Linked DNA regions of Gossypium arboreum: region 2 is linked to region 1. The links are chromatin contacts, called in public Hi-C maps. All regions are on one chromosome and are shown on one strand. Each heading gives the region's core, a stretch centred on a gene start, on an enhancer-like site or on the middle of the called end of the contact. The rest is flanking DNA. Distances are from core to core; before and after follow the strand shown. Region 1 holds the start of LOC108475414 (small nuclear ribonucleoprotein SmD3b). Region 2 holds the start of LOC108476056 (1,4-alpha-glucan-branching enzyme 1, chloroplastic/amyloplastic-like).

Evidence for each region. A called contact is a pair of places that touch in the nucleus more often than the background predicts.
Region 2: a contact with region 1 is called in a Hi-C map of leaf, with 3 times the contacts expected there. The contact joins the promoter of LOC108476056 here to the promoter of LOC108475414 in region 1. A contact is called at or near these places in 2 of 5 Hi-C or Micro-C datasets (both in leaf).

What each region holds. Positions count from the first base shown.
Region 1 is chr3:107,185,595-107,191,627 of ASM2569848v2, reverse strand. LOC108475414 (small nuclear ribonucleoprotein SmD3b) reads left to right here and starts at 2,961. Exons shown (of 5, transcript XM_017777377.2): 1 at 2,961-3,260; 2 at 3,875-3,927; 3 at 4,072-4,138; 4 at 4,223-4,279; 5 at 4,411-4,664. The coding sequence starts at 3,102. The coding sequence ends at 4,473.
Region 2 is chr3:107,522,894-107,528,799 of ASM2569848v2, reverse strand. LOC108476056 (1,4-alpha-glucan-branching enzyme 1, chloroplastic/amyloplastic-like) reads right to left here and starts at 3,501. Exons shown (of 15, transcript XM_017778123.2): 1 at 3,236-3,501; 2 at 3,010-3,111; 3 at 2,624-2,834; 4 at 2,417-2,486; 5 at 2,071-2,340; 6 at 824-1,730; 7 at 352-468; 8 at 43-105. The coding sequence starts at 3,319.

The DNA of each region.
Region 1 (6,033 bases), core at 1,712-4,211:
AGGCCCATTTACATTGTTATGTCTGTTTAGGTTACTTAAGTCACTCAAGGCGACCTGGATCATCTGTTGGGTCGTTAAGGCCTCGATTTGTAAATTACCGAAATACCCCCGATTTGTAAAATTACCAAAATAACCTTGTAGTGTAAAATTACTGAAATACCCCTGTAGGGTAAAATGACAGTTTTGCCCTTGTGGGTAAATGACCGAATTAGACTATAAATTTGATCGATTTGACTGTGATCGTATGACTATGTTTTAAATGACTTGACGGTGGTTGTACGACTGATATGCTTTTAATATATGTTTAAATGATTGTTACTGAGCATGGCCATTTTACATACACGTGTGATGATTGAGCATGACATACATGACATATTGCATGGGGTTGGGACATTGATATGGAAGAAGTTTTGATAGGATCGTACGGGTCGCGCGAGACAACTGTGGATCTAGTATTAATCTGTTAAGGTCGCACGGGTCGAACAAGACTACTGTGGACCGATAGAAGGCTTAGTGCTGCTTAATCTGATTATGGCTCTGTGCCAACCTAAATATGGCTCTGTGCTATGTTGATTATAGCTTTGTGCAAATCGTATTTACCAGTGGCTATGTGCTTATCATATTTATTGATGACTCTGTGTTGATTATATTTACCCATGGCTGTGTACCGATTATATTACCGTCGCTAATGGCTATGTGCCGAACTTATTGCAATTACTGATGGCTTTGTGCCAATTGTAATACCGCTACTGATGGCTTAAAGCGGAATATATATATAGTAGCTTTGCTGCGATTTCGGTTAGTGCTGCAACCGGTGCTAACATTTTAAGTGTAGGGATGGCGTAGGTGAGTTATTCCCCACAGGTAGTGCAGGGTTGGACGGAGGCAAGTACAAGGTTGGATGGGTTAGCATGCATCCATGCATTCACACATTTTGTTTTATTACTAAGATGGGCTAGGCCCAATTGATTCTGTTATGGGCTTTGGCACACGTATGCTCTGAACTAGATTGTACTATTATCATTAATCTGCCTCGCCCATACTGCTTTCATTTACTTTTGATATCGTCTCGTTACTCTAGTAAGGGGATTAGACACTGAGTTTTCATAGACTAACCCCGTCTATTAACTGTACAAGTAATTCCCAGCATTAGGAGGATCGGTGCTGCGAGGGACTCGGAGATGGTCACATGATTGCAGTCTTATTATGCTTTGGACTTTATTTAAAGTTTAGATTCCATTTTGGGTTTTAATTTTTGTAATAAGGCCTTTTAGGGTTTAGGATTTAGGGTTTTTTAGATTTTAACTTTGGGTTTCATTTACTTTGATTTATATCTGTTTGAATTAAATCACAATTTTCCCAAAGTGTTAATTGTTTTTAAAACAACACAGCGTTTCCGCAACATTTTCAAAATGCTTTCGCAACTTAACTTTTTAACATCAAGTTTTAGTAATTATTTTAAAACTAGCTTCTGCAACTAAAAGAGATTTTGGGAATAAAATTATGTATTTTTCAATAAACCATGCTTTGAAATTAAACTAACGTAAACTGGGGTTTTGTACAAGTTTTAATGACCAAAAGTTTTTTTTTAAAAAAAATATTAAGAGGGGCTTTCAATGAAAACATGGTTTTCGAAAAACACTTCAATGTGACACGCCAGATTCGAGCCTAATATCTAGGCCGGGTTTGGGGTATTACAAAAAACCTTTATATTGGCTAGTTTATTACATCAAAATAAAACTTTTTAATAGAATGAAACTATAATTAATCTAAACAAAAAGTAGTTCTAGTTGAACTAAAATTTCTAGTTGACTAAGAAACATAAAACTCTTAAATAACTTAAAATGCTTAAAAATATCCTAAAATTTAGAATAAATAATAAAAATATAAAACCTAATAAATAAAATATTGGACTCATATGTAATTAAAACTAAGCCTAAAAATCAATTTAAACTCTAATAAAATCTGAAACTCGTAATTTCCCATAATAATCCTGTCTAAAAATTTTGTTTGTGCAGTCTTCATTGAAATAGTCATAACTTGAGCTATTGGACTTGAAATCAAGTAATACAAATTGAGTTTTGAAAATAAGAGATAGCTCCCCAAACGTTATGAAGACATTTCAACTCATAAATGCCTAAATTTAATAATTTCACCCCATCCATGCATGTATCATTCAAGCATTCCCACTTTTGGTATAATTGTAACTTTGGTCCTTCAAATTTTAATATTTTCAATTTAACCTTTAAACTTTTGAATATTTACAATTGAACCCTTTTTACTTTTCACAATTTTACAATTGAACCCATACCTCAACTTAATATCTCACAACATATTACTTATTTTAACTATCATTAATATACCTTATTTATTTAACGAAAAAATTCACTATGTTTTAAGGGCGTTAAACATACTTCAGATTAAGCTAGGCTTTGACAATGATATTTAACCGCAATCCAAACCCAACTCGACCCATGAATAAGTCTACGCATGAATTACAAAATAAAAACTTTTTCATCATAAAAAATAATGTTTGATTAGCAAATTGGCCCCTAACTTTTATTAGATTAGTACTTAAAAGTCTTTTGTAAGGAGTGTAATATGAATTATCTTTTTATCTTATTTATCTCACAAAATATACCACATCCAATAAAAATGTAACATGCATCACGTTTTATTTATTAGTATTTTTTTGATAGAATGAGACAAAGTTTATGGTTTAAATACCACTTCTGATAAAAACTTAAAATACGATATAGGAATTGAGATATAATTTAAAGCCTAAAATTATACCTTCACGGGTAATCTTCATACAATGGCATGGCAAGTAGTCAAATAAAATAATCCAACGTACGGCATAGGAATAATCAGAAAGGTAAAACAACGCCTCTGATGCATCCATATTAGCCTATCAATTTCTCCAAACTTGTCCTCACTATATTTCAGAATTACAATTATGACCCTAAGAATTAGATTTAGAAATTTAAACAACTCGCGGGGCAAATCCATTTCTTTCAGCTCTAGGGTTTTGCGATTCCTGCAGGAGCAGAGCGGACGAGCGAGAAAGAAAGAAAAAAAGAAACAAACAGGAGAGGGAAACAATGAGCCGGAGCTTGGGCATACCAGTGAAGCTACTGCACGAGGCATCCGGCCACGTGGTAACGGTGGAGCTTAAGAGCGGAGAGCTTTACAGAGGAAGCATGGTCGAATGCGAGGATAACTGGAATTGCCAGCTCGAGAACATCACCTACACCGCTAAAGTACCTCTCTTTCTCACATCCCCCCTTTTTTTCTTTAGCTATTCACTTTCGACTTTGATTTATTTACTTTTATTTGGATCTGATGAATTTAGGGTTTATGCTTAGTTAGTGATAAACCTTAAAATACTTCAGTGTTGGGTGTTAGATTTAGGCATTGCATGCCGGAACTCTGGACTTAAGTTTATAAGCAGGTTAAGCCTTAGGATATTGGGGAAGAGATGGATGGAGTTTCTGGGGTTTGAAAATTGAGTATGTTTCTCAGCAATTTCTCATTGCTAAATTTGAGTTTGCCTCTGGATTTTGCTTATTGACTGTTGTGTGGTTCTTTGTAGGTTATACTACAAATTTCAGGTTGTTACCTGATTTATAAAGCGTTTAAGTTGCTAGCTTCTTGTATCATTGTTTTTTATTTAATAGATCTAATTAAAAGTTGAATGAGTGACATCAGAATTTCATTGTGATTTGAGTGCATATTCTCTCATCCCTTTTCCAAAACCAGATATATTATCGGTAGCATGTTGTTGTTCACTTTGGCTCAAGGTTGTTCTTGTCTTTCCTCTCATATTACTTCCACTTGTAACTGATTTTAAGCTGATTGATTGGCTTGGCTTCAGGATGGAAAGATATCACAGCTTGAGCATGTTTTCATTCGAGGCAGTAAAGTCAGGTATCATGTCTCTCCCTCCCTCAGTCAACCATGTTTCATTGTTTTTAGTAGGATTGATATGCGGCATTTGATGGTAATAGGTGTTGTTATAATGAAAACAGGCATACTTTATTTGTCTATTGATAGATGGGTATATTTTGACAGGTTTATGGTCATACCGGACATGTTGAAGAATGCTCCTATGTTCAAACGCCTCGATGCTAAAATCAAGGTTCATCTTCTTTCAAGGTGTCACATTTCTTACATTATGCACTTGTTAGAAGACCTCTGACTTTGTTTCTTAACTTCATCAAAGGGTAAGAGCTCATCTCTAGGAGTTGGCAGAGGTAGAGCTGTTGCAATGAGAGCCAAAGTAAGTGTGCCTACGCTGTAATTAAGATGGAACCCGAAGAACCATGCTCTTTTTGTGTGATCTCCTTATAATTTTCCTTGTCTATAAGCTTCATATTCCAAATATGATTTTGTTTCTTTTTGGTGTTACAGGCTCAAGCTGCCGGGCGTGGCACAACAGGTGGTAGAGGCGTTGTGCCATCGGTTCGTAGGTAACTTTGTCTTGTCAAATGGTTTCTAGTCTCTATTGTCAAAGCATCGTTCATCATTATATGCCACTGGATAAATTCTTGGGTTTAGTGATCAAGCTTGTACTCATTTGATGTAAAAGGATCTACACTTTTGTTATGCTGACGAAAATGAAATTAGAGGTGAAGTACTTTTTCATGGATCCATATGAAAGCAAAGTGTCCATGTATGTCATGCACATCCAATCTCAGAACTCTTTGCCCTTCTGAATTTTGTGCGTGCTTCACAGTTTTGCCTTGTGTGGGAATATGGTCGTTTGAAACATATGGAAACGTTTAGAAAATAATTGTTGTGTATATATGCACGCTAGTTATGTAAAAAATTTAAATAAAATATTAGTAAGGTATTGGTTAAAATGGCAAACTTGAAAAATTGGGCTTTGATTTTTAGGTTTAAGTTACACCATCTATGTTTTTCTATAAAAAAATATTTGGGGTTTAAATGATTTTTAATTGATTTATTGTAAAAAAATAAAATAAAATCAAACTTGTTCTTTGAGGAACTGAGAATCTTCTTTTTGATATGATAAGCAACTTCCCCTTTGGAATTTAGAAACATCTCACGTGTACGTTTCTTCTTTTATAGTAGTAGTGATTAGAGATGCTCATGGCCTACAAAAAATTTAGACTCATTCATTGGGTTTGGGCTGGGTTAGGTTTAAAAAGTGAGTTTAAAATTTTGTTCAAGCTTGACTCAAATAAAAATGCTAAAACTTGGGTCTAGCTTAGCTACTATATTAATTTTTTATATTATTTTATATAATTTTAAATATATAATACATCAAAATACTAAAAAATTAAAATAAATATTTTTCAAAAATAAATTTTAAAAAATATGTAGATTTAAATAGTACTAAGATAGATGTAACTTAACAAGTAAAACATCTAAAATAATAACAAAATTAACAAATGCTTTTAAAATAATAACAAAATTAATAATAAAATAAGTTTTATATAATATCCAAACAATAACAAAATAGTAGCAACATAATAATAATATGATAGCAAAATAGGGAGAAAACAGGAAAATAACATTCAAAAACAACAAAAAAAAGTAGATTTTTTTTGTCATTTAGTTAATTCGGGCAGGGCTCGGGCCAAAAATACCTTAGTCGAGGCTCGATCCCTTTTTTAAACGGGCCTTAATTTTTTGTCCAAGCCCATTTTTTGTGCCTATATTTTTGCCCAAACCTTCCTACATTTCTTGCGGGTCTTCGAGCCGGGCCGGGTAACCTGACCCATGAGCAAGTCTAGTAGTGGTGGGGTGTTTCTTTGGATGATGTGTTGTTGACCATTAATTTCATACCCTAGACTTGGGTTTTTTTTTCTTTTTTTTGTCTTTTAACGTTCACCATTTCTTAAATGATTATTTTATCCCTGAATTTATTCTTTGTTATTTAAAAATGTAATTGATCAATGTGATTATTTGGAAATAGTAAAATTTTTAGTTCATAAGGTGGGAGAGTTCCACATATATAATAAGAGTTGTGGGTAATTAAGGAACGAGACGATGACCTTTTGTGATAGT
Region 2 (5,906 bases), core at 2,252-4,751, 340 kb before region 1:
TTGATTACTCTCCAGTATGCACAGTTGAGCCAGAATGTTTACCTCATTTCCCATAAAATTAAGGTAGCCCTCTCCTCCTAATGCCATAGTAATAAAATGTATCATCTGCAAAGGAAATTTTAAATAAAAGAAAAAAGTTAAGAGTGAGAAAGAAGCAATGAAAATAATGACTGAATAAAGAAAATGATCTATGCAGACGCAAAATATGAAGGCTGAAAAAAATAATTGAAGTTTTTCTGGTTTTCAGAACAAGGCATGCACACATAGATTCATGGTGGCAGTAATTCCATCAACATGGCAAGACATAAAGGAAACAGGAGAGAAGCCTCTAACATTTGAGCTAGCACCAACCTTGTGAAGTGCAATCCCTCGGTCAATGGTAGGAGAAGCATCTGTTAAACATGACATGCCAGAGTACATTTCTTTATCCATTAGGAAAAATGCTATTGTCTTGTCACCTACGATAGACTGCACCAAACAAGAGTTATATCCAAGAAGCACAAAACATGGCAAAATATACAAACATTAAAAGAAAAGGGAACAATAAGAAGTGCAAAGACAGTATCAGATTCAGGCCAGGAGATCAGCTATGATATTAATCATTTAAGATTTAAATCCTCTCGGGCTTTGCTTAGGGATAGAGGAGAAAAGGAAGAGGATAGAAAACATTTTATTAATCAAGCTTTCTTTATGTCTTATCTTTTCTGTAATCATCCGAAAGTGGGAAGAACAAATTCCAAAGGAGGAGAAGTTTCCCTAAAGAAATTATTTAACTAAATTTAGAAATAAATTGTTCAGAAAAGTAATTCCTCATTTTCTATACCTGATCATGACTCTCAGCATAGGATATACACTTCTCAGTGTATCTCCTATTTGTCAAGCTACAGGATAAGTCTGTCATTGACCACTCTTCATCATTCTTATTCTTCAAGTAATCAATCCACTTGTCAGGGATGGCCATAGCCAGGCGGTAGTCAACCCCAATTCCCCCTTCAGAGACTGGCCTACCAAGTCCAGGCATACCAGAAACATCTTCAGCAATTACAGTCGCATCTGGCAAGATGCTATTTATCAGAGAATTGGCCAGCATTAAATAAACAACAGCATCAACATCAGTTGCATCACTGAAATACTCGTTGTAATCCCCTGTGAATGGCATGTTGATACCATGGTGATGATACAACATGGAAGTCACTCCATCAAACCTAAACCCATCAAATTTGAACTCCTCAAGCCACCACCTCAAGTTTGAAAGAAGGAAGCGAAGGACTTCCCAATTACCATAATTGAACAGTCGACTATCCCATAACTTGTGGTAACCTCTTTCTCCAGTGTGAAAATACGATTCCTGGGAACTTTGGCCAACATCAAAGCCATTAAGTCCATCAGTCACGTTGTTACTTGCATGACTGTGAACAACATCCATTAAGACCCGTAGACCTAAGCTGTGAGCTTTATCAATTAAATATTTGAGGTCCTCAGGAGTTCCAGATCTACTGCTTACAGAAAAAAAGTTCGTTACATGGTATCCAAATGACGCATAGTAGGAATGCTCCATTACAGCCATCAATTGTACGGTATTATAGTTATTTGCCTGAATACGGGGTAAAACATCATCAGCAAATTCTCTGTATGAATTAATACGTGGTTCAGAGCTACTCATTCCAACATGCGCTTCATATATTCTTGGGGCTTTAGGTTTTGGAGGACGGGGGTACTTAAATTCATACCTGCATTAACAATGAAAAATACATTAGGACAATTTTCTCAATCACAAATTAAAAGTAGAAAATCAGCATCAATTCAATTTTGTTGGAACTGCAGTGGATATGGCAGCAAGTTTTTAATCTCTAGCAATATCAAACTTATCTTAATAAACAGTTCCTAAATTCTGGATTTAAAACACACACACACAAATACAACTAGGTCCAAAACCCTGGACCACACAGTAGTTTTTTTTTTTGTTGGCCAAGACACGACACAGTTGTTGACTATATGTATTTCTTCTACTTTTAATGTATCATATCATCAGTATCAAAATATATCACATAAAATGTGCAGAAATTGCACCTTTCTGAAGGTGGAGGATCCCAATGCACACCATCATATGGAGCTCCAAATCTGGTAGGGTCTACAGTGGCATACTTAATCCAAGCAGGAATTCTGTCTACCCAAACTCCATCACCATGCTTGAATCGGAACTTGACTCTTGAATTATGAGGAATAGCAGGATTTCCCTCAGAATCCGGAATTTTAATACTCCAAACGCCAAATTCATTTTTTTCCATCTTGTGGTTGGAACCATCCCATCCGTTAAAGTCTCCAACAACTTGAGCTTCCCTTCATGAAGGAAAAGACTCTAGCTAAGAAATCAAATACTACGAGTAAAATTGTGTTTCAGAAACCAAAAACTTACTGAGCAGGAGGAGCCCACTCACGGTAGACAATTCCATCCTCTTCTCTGTTAAATCCAAATCTCAAATAACCTACAGAAGAGAGTAAAAGACAGATTTCGTTTGAACATTCACATATAAAATATTGAATTTACTACCTAGCATGCAATTTCATCATTGAAGTAGCCTTTGAGAAAAGCAAATTAAGAAGCAGATAGCATTGGAATGACCTTTTGCAAATTCCTCCAAGCCTCCCTCATAATTTTCAAAGAGATTTTTCTGATCCACATATTTCTTAATTCTATATTGAAAGTGATCTTTAAACTGTCGGAGGGCAGAATCAATATCCAAGATACCGATGTTTTGCGTGTCTTCCTCGGAGGTTGTAACTGTTGAACTATCATCAGTCATAACAGCTGATATTGGGGAACCATAACTGACCTGGAGGGGAAAGTTAAGCAGAGATGATATAACCAACCGCCAAAATACTTATATTTGATAACACCAAAATACTATCATCAATGTGCGAGGAATATCTTCACAAGGGCTAATTAGGACTAGCATTCATGAAAAATAAAATCAAGCACATAAAAGAAATTGAAAACGGAAATCATACCCTTCGATAAACTGGAAATACATGTCGCCGAAGCAATTTTTGGGATCCACGTCCGGATTCAGTGGCTAGTTGTTTAGCAATTTGATGATTAATTGCTGAACTCTGGAAATACAAACAAGTTTAACGGCTATGGAAGGAAGGAGTAGAACGTCATGCAAATTGTCTAGTTTTAAGAAATTTGAGTAAATACAAGAAGAAGAAGAAGAAAAGTTCGAACTACAATTACCAAAAAGCGATTGTTGTTAGGTGAAGGTGAGAAAGAACGAAAAGCAAAAGGCGTTGCTGCGAGAAGACTCAACGAACCCAGCATCTTTGCCGGTCCAAGCAAGATTCAGCCCCTCAAAGTTCTCTCAGCTCAGTTCCATTTTTCCCTTCAAGCAAAGTTTGGTTTAAACAGAGGGCAAAGCATAACACAATTGATTAGCACCAGCGCCAATCCCTTATTTATTAACTGATTAACTTATGTGGAAGTCTCCATCAATAAAATCTAGGCCGTTGGTTTTTTTAACGTATAATAAGCAATTAGTTTTCATTTTTTTTCTTATGGGTAAACTACACCATAGGTCATTAAATTATGGCAAATTTTTATTTTGATCATTTAATTAAAAAAAGTAACAATGTAGTCACTTAACTATTTAAAAGTTTTTGTTTAAGTCGCTGAACTATTCAAAAAAAATTATTTAAGTCATTAGGTTGTAAAGTTTCTATTTTTATTTTGAAGTTCAATCATGAGCTCTAAGTAACTATTCGACGATCAGTAGGGTGGATCAATACAGATCGAGGAGTAGAAGAATATACATTTTAATTAAGTTGATCGAATGATCAATATCGAAGATAAGAGAAAAAATTGTTTGAATTTTAGTTCGCAGATTCGTGATGTTTAAAGTTATTTTATAAAAAAATAAATTAAATTGTAGAAGAGAAAGGGGAAGAGAGCTTTCAATTGATGCAAGTAGTGCAAATAAAGAAAACCATATAGCATCAATTTTAATAGTCTAGTAACTTAAATGAAAACTTTCAAATAGTTCAATGACCAAATTATAACTTTTTTAAGTTAAGTGACAAAATAAAAATTTATCTATAGTTTAATGACTAATGGTCTATTTTACCTTTTCTTATTGGTCATGTCCAAATTCAGCTGAAAAAAGAAAGTGTTACAGTTGAAAGGATGTCCTTCCATTTCTGTAATTTTCCGTATGATTGGGATGCCTTTGTGAACAGACAAAGCATAAACTCACACGTTACAACTCAGCTGCCGTTAAAATTCAATGAATTAAATTTTTAATTATAATAAATCCCACTTCTTCTTCTACTGCGGTAGTGAGTACTGAAGAAGCCGAGATGATCCAAAATGCTACGATTTTATTGGTTATTATGGAAACAAAAATCACGTTCCTATCTTTTTATCAAATTCATTCTCTTTTGTTTTATATTAAAATTAGGAATTCGCGATGCGGGATTTAATTTTATTAATTTGATATATATAAATATATAACTATTTTATTTTTAATTAATTAATCATGTATTAAAATATACCATATATATTGACTTCATCATTTGTTTATCATGATTTTGCATATTATAAAGAAGTAGTTGTTATACACCTATAACAATATATTATTATCGAGAGATAATTATTGTAAACTTACAATAGAATTTATATAGCAGTTTGTATTTGATCGAGTCGAGTTAAATTGAGTCAAAAATTTGAGTTAGTCGAGTTGACGAATCCTATTTTACCAACCGAACTCAATTTGAAAATTTTTCGAGTCGAGTTAAAGAATCATATTATTTATACTCAATATTGCATTTACATGGATTAATTATTCAACTAGTAGGGAAAGTACAAGATTATTTAACTACATAAGTAAGGCTGATGGGTAAACATTTATCAAAACAACATAGTTTTGCCTTTTTCTTATTTGGACTTTCGGATAACTTAAATTGTGTAATCCATATTTGAGTTAAACCGAAAAATTTAATTTTTTATTCGAGTTGATCCGAATAACTCGATTAACTCGAACTATTTAATTCAAAATTTAAATTTTTATTGAATTTTTGAATCAAACTTAATTTTGCTCACCTTTAAATTCATATAATTTTTATATTAAATTTCTATCAAATAAAGAAAATAAAATTATGTTAAAAAAAGAGTGAGACTCAAATAAACAAAACTAAAAGATACATATAGCAAGTGCTTACATTTATTTGAAAGTAAAATTATGTTAAAAAAGTGAGAATCAAATAAACAAAGCTAAAAGATACATATAGCAAGTGCTTACATATTGCATTTATGCATTTTTTTTATTTTATATTCTTTCACATTATTAATTCTGAATTTTATAAATCTAACTAGTTTTTTAATTGATATGAGTTATCAAATTAAATTAATTAATTTATTATAAGCTATTGAATTCAAGTAATTAATTTATAAGTTTATAGTTATCAAAATTTATGGTAGCATATTTAATTAAGGAACTTAATAGTTTATTGAATTGATATCGTGTTTCCACTCTTTGAAAATTATTATTAATAGATTTTTCATATGAAATTTAAACATTTTATTAAAATAATATTTTAATTAAGATAATTTTATTTAATAAATCATAATTAATAGAACTATCTATATAAAATAGCTAAAATTTTACTTATTTTCAACAACCTACTATTTCAAAGAACTAATTTAATAAGAATGTGTTTCATAATCTTGGATGTTGTTGTTATAAGTGAAAAGTTGTTATAAAAGTTAAAATAAAACATAAAAAATTAGTTCACTAAATGTTGTTATAGAGATGTTTGCCTATATTTTGAAGAGTACTTAATTTTTTGTTATTTCATTTAAATATATATATTTGTAAATTTATCTATTTTTGCTTTGATGAAAGTACTAAACATTA